Linked DNA regions of Mus musculus: region 1 is linked to region 2. Evidence: chromatin contacts called from public HiChIP or PLAC-seq data. All regions are on one chromosome and are shown on one strand. Each heading gives the region's core, a stretch centred on a gene start, on an enhancer-like site or on the middle of the called end of the contact. The rest is flanking DNA. Distances are from core to core; before and after follow the strand shown. Region 1 has its middle 6.9 kb from the start of Gm46735. Region 2 holds the start of Lhx6 (LIM homeobox protein 6).

Evidence for each region. HiChIP or PLAC-seq counts read pairs in DNA pulled down with a chosen protein or histone mark.
Region 1: a contact with region 2 is called in an H3K4me3 HiChIP or PLAC-seq map of forebrain, with 2.9 times the contacts expected there. The contact joins the enhancer-like site here to the promoter of Lhx6 in region 2. A contact is called at or near these places in 3 of 39 promoter capture datasets (frontonasal cranial neural crest, neutrophils and second pharyngeal arch cranial neural crest), 30 of 484 Hi-C or Micro-C datasets (CD4 T cells, DN3 thymocytes, the G1E-ER4 cell line and 12 more), 14 of 115 datasets of contacts at active chromatin or transcription factors (craniofacial prominence, embryonic basal ganglia, embryonic forebrain and 4 more) and 5 of 9 other capture datasets (adipose tissue, embryonic stem cells, liver and 2 more).

Annotation. Positions count from the first base shown.
Region 1 is chr2:36,196,061-36,201,648 of GRCm38.p6, reverse strand. No RefSeq gene overlaps it. Among named protein-coding and RNA genes, the nearest start is that of Gm46735, 6.9 kb to the right of the region's middle. Within about 2 kb of position 2,913, at least 67 of the 459 cell types and tissues checked have an H3K27ac peak or open chromatin away from gene starts, as enhancers often do. A contact at or near this core is called in the G1E-ER4 cell line, cortical neurons and forebrain, where this site is marked.
Region 2 is chr2:36,099,946-36,105,531 of GRCm38.p6, reverse strand. Lhx6 (LIM homeobox protein 6) reads left to right here and starts at 1,472. Exons shown (of 9, transcript NM_001083126.1): 1 at 1,472-1,638; 2 at 2,004-2,186; 3 at 2,553-2,674. The coding sequence starts at 1,570.

The DNA of each region.
Region 1 (5,588 bases), core at 1,664-4,163, 95 kb before region 2:
CAGGAGCCCCTGCAGCTGCTCACAGTTCAGCATTGCATCTCTATGGGGAAGCTAATTTATGGCCATTCTAATTTATGGCCAAGATGAGTTGCCTAATATTAAGGTGGTTCTAAGTCAGAATCAATTGGTTCTGAGAATCCAAGAGACACTGTGATGAAACTACCTTATAAACAAAACAAAACAAGCAGGGAACTGGTGACATCAAAGGATCTTTGTGAGTGACTTGCAGACTCTAAGCCTTAAATTCACTAAAAACAGGGAGTGGATGAGCCCTGGGGTCCTTTCCCTGTTCCCTAAAGCCTGTGACTTTGATCCCTATGAAGAGCTAATGACACCTCTGGACCCAGGGTCTTACAAATCCCAGTGAGGTATCCGCCAAGTTGTGGATGAGACTCCTCCAGGGAGTGGAGACAGGAAGCAGTCATGAAATGTAGGCTCAAGTCCCAACTCAGACACTTCACTCTTGATGGGCAGTTCATCCACATGTGCATACATGTGTGTGTGTGTGTGTGCTTGCATACACACACACACACTCACACTCACAAAACACACCTTCACCTCACTAACACCTTCTCTACACCAGGTGGAGTGTCCTGGAAGTGGTGAGAGTCTCAACTTGCCAGTTCCTAGACCCACCCTCACACAACATTCCAGTCCCAGATCCCAGGACTTACTGCCAACTATGACTTTGTATGAGGCAGCCGCCTCTCTGCCTCACCCACTCTGTAAATAGTGGATGCCGGGGAATAGTGGAACCAGGGAGAGGTAGGGCTGGTTTCTCCTTTTCCATCCTCCACAGTTACCCCATTTTATCAGAAACTCAGTTTCTCTGGGACTGGTAGAATTTGGGGTTCAAGACTGTAGGTCTTAAACATGTTAAGCGTATGTGTGTACACGTGTGAGTGTATGCACACCATAGCACATGTGTAGAGGTCAGGGGACAACTTTCAAGAGTCAGTTCTTTCCTTCTACGATATATGTCCTGGGGATGGAATTCAGTCTCCAAGCTTGATGGTAGATACTTTTACTTTGAGCCATTTCACTGGGCCCCAAAGCAGTAGGTCTTATTAACAATGTTGCTACACAGACTAGCTAAAATACAAGGGTACAGTACCATGGATACAGTGTCATTCTATTTCCTCCTTACATTGTTATAGCAGCTGCCCAGACCCACTCCCATTCTAGAAGACACGTGTGGGATTTCAAGAGTCTACACTCCCGGGACCCCCTGTCTGACTGCGTGTTGTCAGATGTGATCAGAGCCCTCTTGCTTAACTTTACTGGAGGACTAGATCCAGTCTCAGACACCAGAACAACCCCCTGGTCTGACCCTGTGTGTGAGGCCCCTGCTCCTAAGTGATGGCTGTTTGGGAAGATGAGAACATCGTTACAGGAGACATGGGAGGAAGTCCTTAAAGCCCTGAGCAGGAGGAGAACATGGGGGAATCCTGGGAAGGGAGAGTCCCTCTATGTGGAACCATTTAGGGTAGGCCTAAAGAAGAGCTAAGAGGTCTTAATCTCTCTCCTTCCCTCACCTTCTCCCTCTCTCAGCCCTTCCCTTCCCTTCCCTTCATCACTCCCTTTCCTTTTCAGAAAAAGACTTAAAAGCCAAGGCTGATGGGAAGGGTGAAACCAATCAGCACATGGTCACTGCCGAACGTGACAACCTGAGCTCCATTCTCCAGAAGCTGTCTTCTGACTTCCATGACTTGTGCACACACTCACACACTAAGTATGTGAATAAATAAACAGACATGAAGAGCGATGGGCGGGGAAAAAATAAAACTGGAGAGTGTTGTGTGTGGAGGTCACACCTAGAAACAATCTCAGTATGTGGGAGGCTGAGACAGGTGGATTTGGAGTTTGAGGCCAGCCTGGACTACAGAGAGGAACCTATCTCAAAATTAAAAAATAGAAATACTCGGGCCAGGCATGATTGCCCACATACTCAGAAGGTAGAGGCAAGCAGATCTCTATGACTTCAAGGCCAGCTTGGTCTACAGAGCAAGTCCCAGGGCAACCAGGACTACACAGTTATACAGACTGACTCAAGATAAGATAACAAAAAACAAAACTGGGGCTGGAGAGATGGCTCAGTCATTAAGAGCACTGGCTGTTCTTCCAGGGGACCTGGGTTCAAATCCCAACACCCATATGGGGACTTTCAGCTGTCTGTATATTTGGTCCTATTAGATCTGATACCCTCTTCTGCTTCCAAGGGCACTGCTCACATATGTACATACATGCAGCTCAAAAACCCATTTTTAAAAAATTTCAACAAGCTAAAACAAGAAAGCAGCGCCCAGAATACACAGTAACAACCATCCCTGTTTTCACAGCATGTATGCGCACACATAAATATCTACACATTATATGTGATGTTGGGGTAGCACTCCCCAGTGGCAATCACCACTATAATGTAGTAAGTATCTCTCACAGCCCACTCTCCCTTTCACTCTCTAATGCAAAAAGAAAAAAGAAGAAAAGGAGTCAGCAGACATTTTAGGAAGAGTCTGGATTATGTAAGTAATGTATATGTGGCCAGGCTTGCTTCCTCTCCTGCCCTTTGTGCTAAGAAGCTCCATTCTAACTAAATCCTACCACCCTGGCTCCTCAAGACTGCTCCCTTAAAGTGTAGCCGCTACTGACCTTCCAGGTAGCGGGAGGGGCATGAACCGAAGCCCCAGAGGAGTTCAGGTGTACTCTGGACAGGAGAGGGTGTGGGACAGGCCCTCAATTATCCCACTTCTTTGCTCTCCCTGGGGAAGCTCCTGCCGCTCTTTGTATTCATTGTCTCTTTAATGACCTGCTGGAGTCAAGTACCCATTGTTCTCAGGCTGGGGCAGCCTCCCAGGCTTTCCTTCCCTGCCTTCCTCTGGCAAGCGTCCTTATCTAGTCCTGCAGCCTGCCAGCCCCAGCTGAAGCCGCTTCCTCCACCCACACCCCTCCAGGCCCCAGGCTGCTGTACAGGGCCCCAACGTCTCCACCCACCCTCTCTCCCACTTTTCTTTCTAAGAAGCTGACTCCTCCGCTTAGCCTTTGAGTTTCCATCACCCCCGTGTATGTATAGCCTATGTCTGGGTAAGCGTCTCCCAGGGCAACGCGGGATGTCTCCGTCTCACTATCACACTCTGCACCGTCTCCCCTCTCGCTGTCTGTCTCTACCTGGAAATATCTGTGCTTGCAAGTGTGTGGCATGCGCCTCAGATCTCCATGTTTGTCTCTGCCCCTGTTCTATGCAGTGCTGTCTTCTCTATTTCTCTCCTCTCTCTGACGAGCCTCCCTACACCCCCTCCTCCCTTTCCTCCCTTGCTCCTCTCTAGACCCTCCTGATTGACTATTATCCTGTTTCCAACCCTGGCCTCACCACCACTGCACATTCACCCAGGGGTCCCTGACACAAAACACGGGTCAAACCGGCTCCATTAGTGCCTTTTCTCCCTAGTTACAGCTCCAGCTTCTCTTGGTTGTCAGCCTCGGAGACATCAGCACCAGGCGTGGGCATGAGGTCCTATAGCTCCCAGACTCTGAGATTCGGGCATCTGCAGAGTTAAAAATAGACAAACAAATAGGAACCAGCAGAAGTTAAAAATAATAAATAAATAAATAAAGGCCAGAGAGATGGCTCTGCAGGCAAAGGCACCTGCAGCCAAGCCTCATGGCATGAGTTCTGTCCCCAGAACCACGTTGTAGGGGAGAGCTGACTCCTGACAGTTGTCCTCTGACCTCCACATATGTGCCCATGCATGCACACACAAAATGATGTGATTTAAAAATAGATGGTGAGAACCAGTAAGTGAGCAAGTCCTCGTTTTTTTAAACAGTTGGGCTTTTTTTTCCCCCTTTTCTTTAAAGATGCATCAGCTTCTCATCGCACAATAGAACGTTTAACACCAAAGACAGGAGAAAGAGCAAGAACCAGGAATAAGCCACCATCTCAACTGACACTTTAAGGTTAAATGTAGACAAAGTCTATGAATATAATTTTATGAGACTGTTTTCTATATCGCCTTTATTTTCCTTATGTTGCCTTAGGTGGTGAAGCTGACTGAGCTCCCCAACAGGGCCCCCTCCCTGGTACCCATAGAAAAGCAGAATGACTTTTATTAATAAAAAGTACAAACTGGACCAGGGCCTAGAACCCCTCCCAGGACACTCAGCACCCCATAGAGTTCTTTCCAGCCCACCCCCTTGCTTTCCGTCTCTCAGTTAACTTCTGGAGGTGCCTGGGTTGGAGTCAGGCACCAGGTTGCCTGGGTTCCCAGCATCCTTTGTGTTTTTGGCTAAGTAAATTGACCTCTGTGTGTCTATCCTCATCCACAAAATAATAAGTAGCCCCTAGGTTGCCAGAATAGTCAAGTCCAGCACTTGTCAGCCACTCGTATTATCTGGAAGGAAGGGGTGGGGGAGCTATTTCCATTGAGACCAGAGCCTGGAGAGGAAAAAAGACATCAGTGACCATCACTGCCTGTGAGCCACCAGGGAGCCCCACAACAGAGAATGAATCGGTTTGGAGAGGTGCTGGCGTACTGGAAAACTTTAGACAGGAGCTTGGAATCTCACCCAGGATGTCTTGGAATGCAGGGGTCAAGAGATAGGCATGGGATTAGGATTAAGACAACTGTAGCAGGCTTTGTCCCAAGATCAGGAACTAGCCCTTGTAAGGCAAGAGGGCACTCCCAGTAGGGGCAATGTGAAGCCTGCTAGTGGGCATTGCTGGCTACAAAAGCCAGCCACAAGGAGCCTGCATGAGGAGGAGAATGGTAATGCCAATCGTGGGGACACTATGCAGTGCCCTGGGGACAGTATGCAGTGCCTTCCAGAGTATCCCAGAACCCCTTGTGGAGGCTTAGCTGATGAGATTGAAGGTCCTGGGCAAACATGTTCAAAAATTGATTAGAGACTTTGGGTGACTAGAGAAAATGGGACTTCATTTGTCTTCAAGACTAAGCAGACCCTTGGACGTGGACATAATGTTTCTTCCAGCCCTGGTCTGTACCAAATACAGTGCTGGGCAGAGATGTAAACCCTGCACAAAATACAGAGATTCTTGCAAGACACTTACAAGATGTTCCTCTAGGGTTAGGTACAATTGCTGCACGGGTGGAGACAAGTGCTCAGAGCCCCCGTGGAGGCCTCCTGGGACATCTGCCACCCCTGTCCCAGTAAGAACCTCCCAAGGATTTGTCTTGAACAGAAAGTCACTTTGAAGAGAGAATCAAGAGATAACTTACTGGACAGAGAATGGCAGGTGATTAAAATAGCTCAAAACATGGTTTGGCCCTGGGTGAGTAGTGGTATCTGTCATTTACGTAAGGACATACAGAAGGCAGGGTCTGCTGAGTCTGAAGGTATGATGCATTAAAGAGGAAAATGCAAGTCTAGAAAGCAGAAGGAACAAAATGAATGGGCAGATGCACTGTGCTGAGAGGAACATGGAACAGAGAGCCATGAAGTCTAGACAAGTTTTGCCCATTGGTTGGAGCAGGTATTAAGGCAAGATGCACTACGCAAAGAACGTGTCAGAAGGAAAGTCTGAGAAGTAGTGGGAAAAAGCTGCCTGCCATCTGAGGAAAAGTAACAAGGCT
Region 2 (5,586 bases), core at 223-2,722:
AGGGGAGGAGGACAACGAGGAGGGAGAACAGGAGGAGGAAGAGGAGGAGGAGGAAGAGGAGGAGGAGGCGGCAGCCGCAGAAGCAGCTGCAGGGACCTCTCCAAGTTTGTCGGGACCTTCTTCAGAGGCAGTGGTGCTGGCAGCCAGGGAGGCCAGGACTGCGCTCAGGCCGGGGGCGGGGAGCTGGGGCTGGGCCCGGGGCGGCGGGGCCGGAGCCTCGGTTCTCCAGCTCTCCCAGCAGCCTCTGCCCCCAGGACGCCCGAGGCCCCACTCTGCGCCTCTCTTCGCACTGCGCGCCCACCGAGCCCTCCCGCTCCCGGGCCCATGTACTGGAAGCATGAGAGCGCCGCCCCGGCGCTGCCCGAGGGCTGCCGGTTGCCGGCGGAGGGCGGCCCCACCACCGACCAGGTGAGCAAGCAGGCGAGTGGGTGAGCGTCGGGGATCCTGGGGCCAGCGGGAGCCGGGATTCAACCGGGCCGGGTCGGGTGGCGGGCGGCAGCAGGAAGGAGGGGTGCTGAGTGAGCCCGGGAGAGTGTGTCTGCAAGTGTGTGAGCGTGCGAGCGGGCAGGCGGGGGTGGGGGGTCGCGGAAAGCGGGAACACATTATGCAAATGTTGGAGGAATTTCTCAAAAAGCGATTTAGCAAAGACATAGGCGAATCAAGAGGAGGCGAGGCCAGTATTGTCCGTCTGAATAGACGCTGATAGCGCCGATGCGCCAGAGGTTGTGCCGGCGCAACGCTGAGGATCTCGATGAGGGGCCGGTCCCGGGAGCTCCAAGAGTCTGGAGGGTTCTCTTTCCTCCTCCAAGAGGCCTCTCTTTTCTCTTTTTGGCCTCATTTCACTCGCCGATCTCGCCCTCTTTGGCTTGGGGCTTCCCTTGAACTGGCCCTCCAAAGGCGTTTGAATCGGTGTCAATATCCCCGCTTCAATTTCCCGGCGCGCGTCGAGCGGGCGGATGCTCCTAGCGCTCTGGGTTTTATTTTCTCAACCACCACCACCACTACCACCACCACCACCCCCATCTCCTTTTTATTTTCTTTCTTTCTCTCTTTTCTCCTTTTTGCATTTTGTACCGAGAGTAGGAGAAGGGAGGGGGCGGAGGGAGAAAAAAATTCGATTTTTAATTACTACCATTAAAAAATCAAATTTGCAATTCTTTGGGCGGCCTGATGGATCTCACTGATTGACAGTTGGAATTGACACTCTGGCTACCTCTTATCTTGGGCATTCACGACAATTTCTAATTGCAGGTAGTTTGTGTGTGTGCGCGTGTTTTTTTTCCCCCTCAGAGGCTTGGATTGCAAAGGAACTAAGCGATTACTTCAAGAGCCACGGGTTAAGTGCAGGGAGAGGGGGAGAGAGAGGGAAAAAAACCCAATCCAAATTCAAATTGCTTCATTAGAGAGACACCGCTTTTGTGGGGAAGGGCTTTAAATGCCCACTACAAAGTTAGGACTCATTGTTCAGCGCCGGTTTATATAACAGGCGAGGGGAGGCGCTGGGCTCTGACAGCTCCGAGCCAGTTCAGCAGCCGCCGTCGCCTGCATTCCCTCCCCCTCCCCCAGGTGATGGCCCAGCCAGGGTCCGGCTGCAAAGCGACCACCCGCTGTCTCGAAGGGACCGCTCCGCCTGCCATGGTGAGTCCTTTCGGTCCTGCTTTCGGCCCCGAGTCCCCCCAACAGCACAGGCCAGGGCTTCTGGCTCAGCCTTCCGGCTACCAACCTCTACCCCTGCGCTGGAAAACTGCCGATAGGAGCCGCCTCTCGTTGAGCCTTGGTTTTTCTGGCCTGGAATGTGAGCTTTGGCTGCTTCCTGCACCCAGGATGCGCTGTGTTAAAAGTTGGGGGCCGTCCCTTCTTCTCCAATAGGTCCTTTCATTCTTGTACTCCAGCCTAGGGCGCGACATCCCTGGCACATTTCGGTGTCAGTCGGTGCGCGAGGAAACCAGATTCAACTCTGAGTACTCGGCTAAGCGCTTCGCTGTTCCTCTCTCCCATTTCAGGCTCAGTCAGACGCAGAGGCCTTGGCAGGCGCTCTGGACAAGGACGAAGGTAGAGCCTCCCCATGTACGCCCAGCACACCGTCTGTCTGCTCGCCGCCCTCTGCTGCCTCTTCCGTGCCGTCTGCCGGCAAGAATATCTGCTCCAGTTGCGGTCTGGAGATCCTGGACCGGTATCTGCTCAAGGTGAGTCAGGGTAGGTGTGCCTGCTTGCCCACGGGTGTGGTTTGCAGCCCCAAGAGCTGTAGGGAAGCAATGACCTTGCCAGGTCCATTTTCCTCGGCCTCCCAATCCAACCGCTAACCGATCGCGCAGCTTTGGGCAAGTGTTCCCAAACAGGAGGTCTCCTTTTGCCCCGGTTCCAACAAGAGAATGCAAGGCTGTATCTCAATTTCCTTGAGCCTCTCTGTATTATAGAAGAAAAGTAGGGAAGCCATACGCCCCTTCTGAGCTTCAGTGTCTCTCTGTCTCTGCAAATGAGGCTGGGGAGGCTGGGGGCGGGCGTGAAAGAGGCCCGCGCCAAGCCGACCCCCACCTCTGCCCCCTCCCCAGGTCAACAACCTCATCTGGCACGTGCGGTGCCTCGAGTGCTCCGTGTGTCGCACATCGCTGAGGCAGCAGAATAGCTGCTACATCAAGAACAAGGAGATCTACTGCAAGATGGACTACTTCAGGTAGGCAGCGGCCATCCCGCCAGCAAGCGCTGGAGCATGAACGCCTTGCACACGCGTGCCTAGGCCACTTGTGTGGCCTGTGCTCTCCAATTCCTGAGCCCTGCTGTTCAGAGTGCACAACGCGGCTCAGCGCACTGGCCCGGCCCTCCTACTCAGCACGTCTTACACAGAAGGGAGCGCCAGTCTCAGCCTGAGTTCTGGCGGGGGATCTGCCTCGGGTTCCTCCGATCTGACAGGCGCTGGCCACGGGTCTGGTTCCATCTCTGGTCTTTTCTGGCCCCGAGCACCAGTGTGTTCTGTTGAGCTCTGATGTCCGAGGCTCTGGCCCGGATCATTCGGATCCCGGTAACCATCCCGTTCCATCTCTAGTAAGCTCAGCTCTGGTTCCAACTTGAGCTCCAGTTGTGCCGTACGTAGCCTGTCCTGGGAGGGATCCTGAACTAGGCTCGGGACTCTCCTTCTAGCTTCGCTCTGCTTTCAATTTTGGGCTCAGATCTGCTCCAGCCCCAAGTGCCAACGCCACATCTGACTCCAGCCCTAGCTCAGATCCTAGTGCTTAGTCCTAAGCACCAACATCGATCAATGCCTTCGCCTCGACTCTTGCGGTGGTCGCTGTTTAAATCTGGAGTCACGCCTTGACCCCAGGCTCCCGTTCCTTCCACTGCTGGGACACCGTTTCTGCCCAGGCTTCAGCTCTGCCTAGGTCTAGGTTCTAACTTTGGGCCTCCAGGACTGGCTCTCGGAGAGTCGTGTTGCATTTCACTCACTGGGCTGTATATACTCTGCGCCGCGGTGCATAAATTGTAAATCCTGTTCACCGTAGCTCACAAGCTATCTTCCCTGGTTTCATGGTTCTGCCTGTCCCTAGCCGCTCAATATCTTGCAGGAGCCTAGCTTCTAGCCACGCAGCAGACGCCTGCTGACCCGGTCATGGGGTCTAGGTCAAGGCAGTGCCTAGGGGCCTCTGTGAATGATCTGCCAGACCTAGGCAGGAAGCCGAGAGTCTGCAGGAGAATGGTGTAGAATTGGTTCTTCAGAGAAAGAAGCAATGCCTTCTTCTAAATGCTTTCTCCGGAAGTGGAGAAAGTTACCCTGTGGTATACATTTCTACACACACACACACACACACACACACACACACACACACACACACACACACACTTCTTGGAGAGAAGTTGTGACTCAGTCTTCCGGAGAAGACCTCAGCCCCAGAAAACTTTTGAGTCAGGGAATGTGTGTGTGGTGATCCTCACTCATGCTCTTTGAAGCTCCAGGGCCCTAGAAAGAACTCTGTGAACCTAGGAAGAAGTGAGTTAGAACCTAGGAAACCAGGAGAAGCATGGTTAGGAGGCAAGCTCTTCATGTCATGGGGATAGGGTACTCTGCCTGCCGATCCTAGGACTCTGTGATCAAAGAGCATGTGTGTCTATATGGTTTGGAATCTGCAGTGGCAAGGATGTGTTACGGAGCAGGAACAAGGCACATGGACAGTGGCTATGTTCTTTTATAGAAAAAAAAAAAAAACCATGTCTTTCTATTTCTGTTGTGAGTGTTGAGAGTATAGGTCTTACATGTGAATGCTGAAAGTGTGTGTGTGTGTGTGTGTGTGTGTGTGTGTGTGTGTGTGTGTGTGGTTTGCAAGTTGCTCGGAACAGGGAACACATACTTGGGCGGGCAAGTTGGGATAAAAAGATGCTAACGTCATTCTCCACCTCTGAGGTGGTGAAGGGTGTGGTGCGAAGATGTATCTTTTCGCTGACAACTGTTGTATATGTACACAGACAAACAGAGGTTATTGCTTGTGTGATGTGTAACCAGGAGTATGAAGTCTCCTCCTACTGTCTCCTCTGATGTTTCATTGGCTTCGTTTAGGCAGGAAATGGATATTACAGGCATTTTCTAGACACCTTCTACTCTAGGCCTAACTTCGATTAGAGATTGGGAGACACTGTTGAGGGGGATCCTTTTGGATGTGGCAGCTGTCAAGGACCTCAAGATAGTGTCCTTCCTCCAAAGGATAAAGCTAGGCAGATTCGTCCCTTGGCTTTTCTAATGACAAAAGCCCAGGCAGCCTTATCCTGTGTCCAAATTCCTTTCCATTTATCTCCAGGATGGTTGAGACTCCTTGAATGATATATGCTTTATGAGACCTTGAAGGACTAGTCAAATCTAGGCTCTAGATTCTATCATTTATAGCCTCCACTAACTCCTCAGTCCACTGCACTGGTGTGGTGGATGCCATGTGTAGCCAACCTGGGAAGAGGCAGGAGCTAGAACTCTGTGGGGCTAATTATGAGCTTGGGCAAATCCCAGCATCTCTGCCCTGGATATGTTTTTTTTCCAAGATGGTCTCTCTGAACTGTCAAGGAGGCCACCAAGAGTGGGCAGTCCCCACAAAGGCTCATAACCGGCAGTGAATATGAATGCTTCGGTTATCGCTATTATGATCACTGACAGGGTGGGCACCTGTGAGGGCATTTCCACAGGCAGCTTGGAAAGCTGAACCCACCTGTCTAGCTCGGTCATCTCTGGGGAAAGGTTCTGACCGATAAACCTTTTCCAATGACAGATCTCAATAAATAAATAAACAAACAAACAAACAAACAAAAACAGGCACTAAGTTAAGAAAGAAAGTCAAGTGACTAAAAGCTCACTTTGTCCAAGATGAAGGTAGAATTTTGAATTTTGTGAATTTTTCTGATCCTTTCTCTCCCGGCCAGGTCTCCATACTGTAGGCATAAGTCATCTCTGGCTGACTCACCAGTAACAAAAATAATAAAACCAAAGAAAGGGAAAGAGAAAGCCTGCAGAGAGCACATCAGGCGAGAAGGACTATTGTTTGTCTGCCTGAGCAGCAACACTGACTCTTCCCAGAGAGACTGAATAACGGTGTGTGGGAGGCAGAGTTCCCG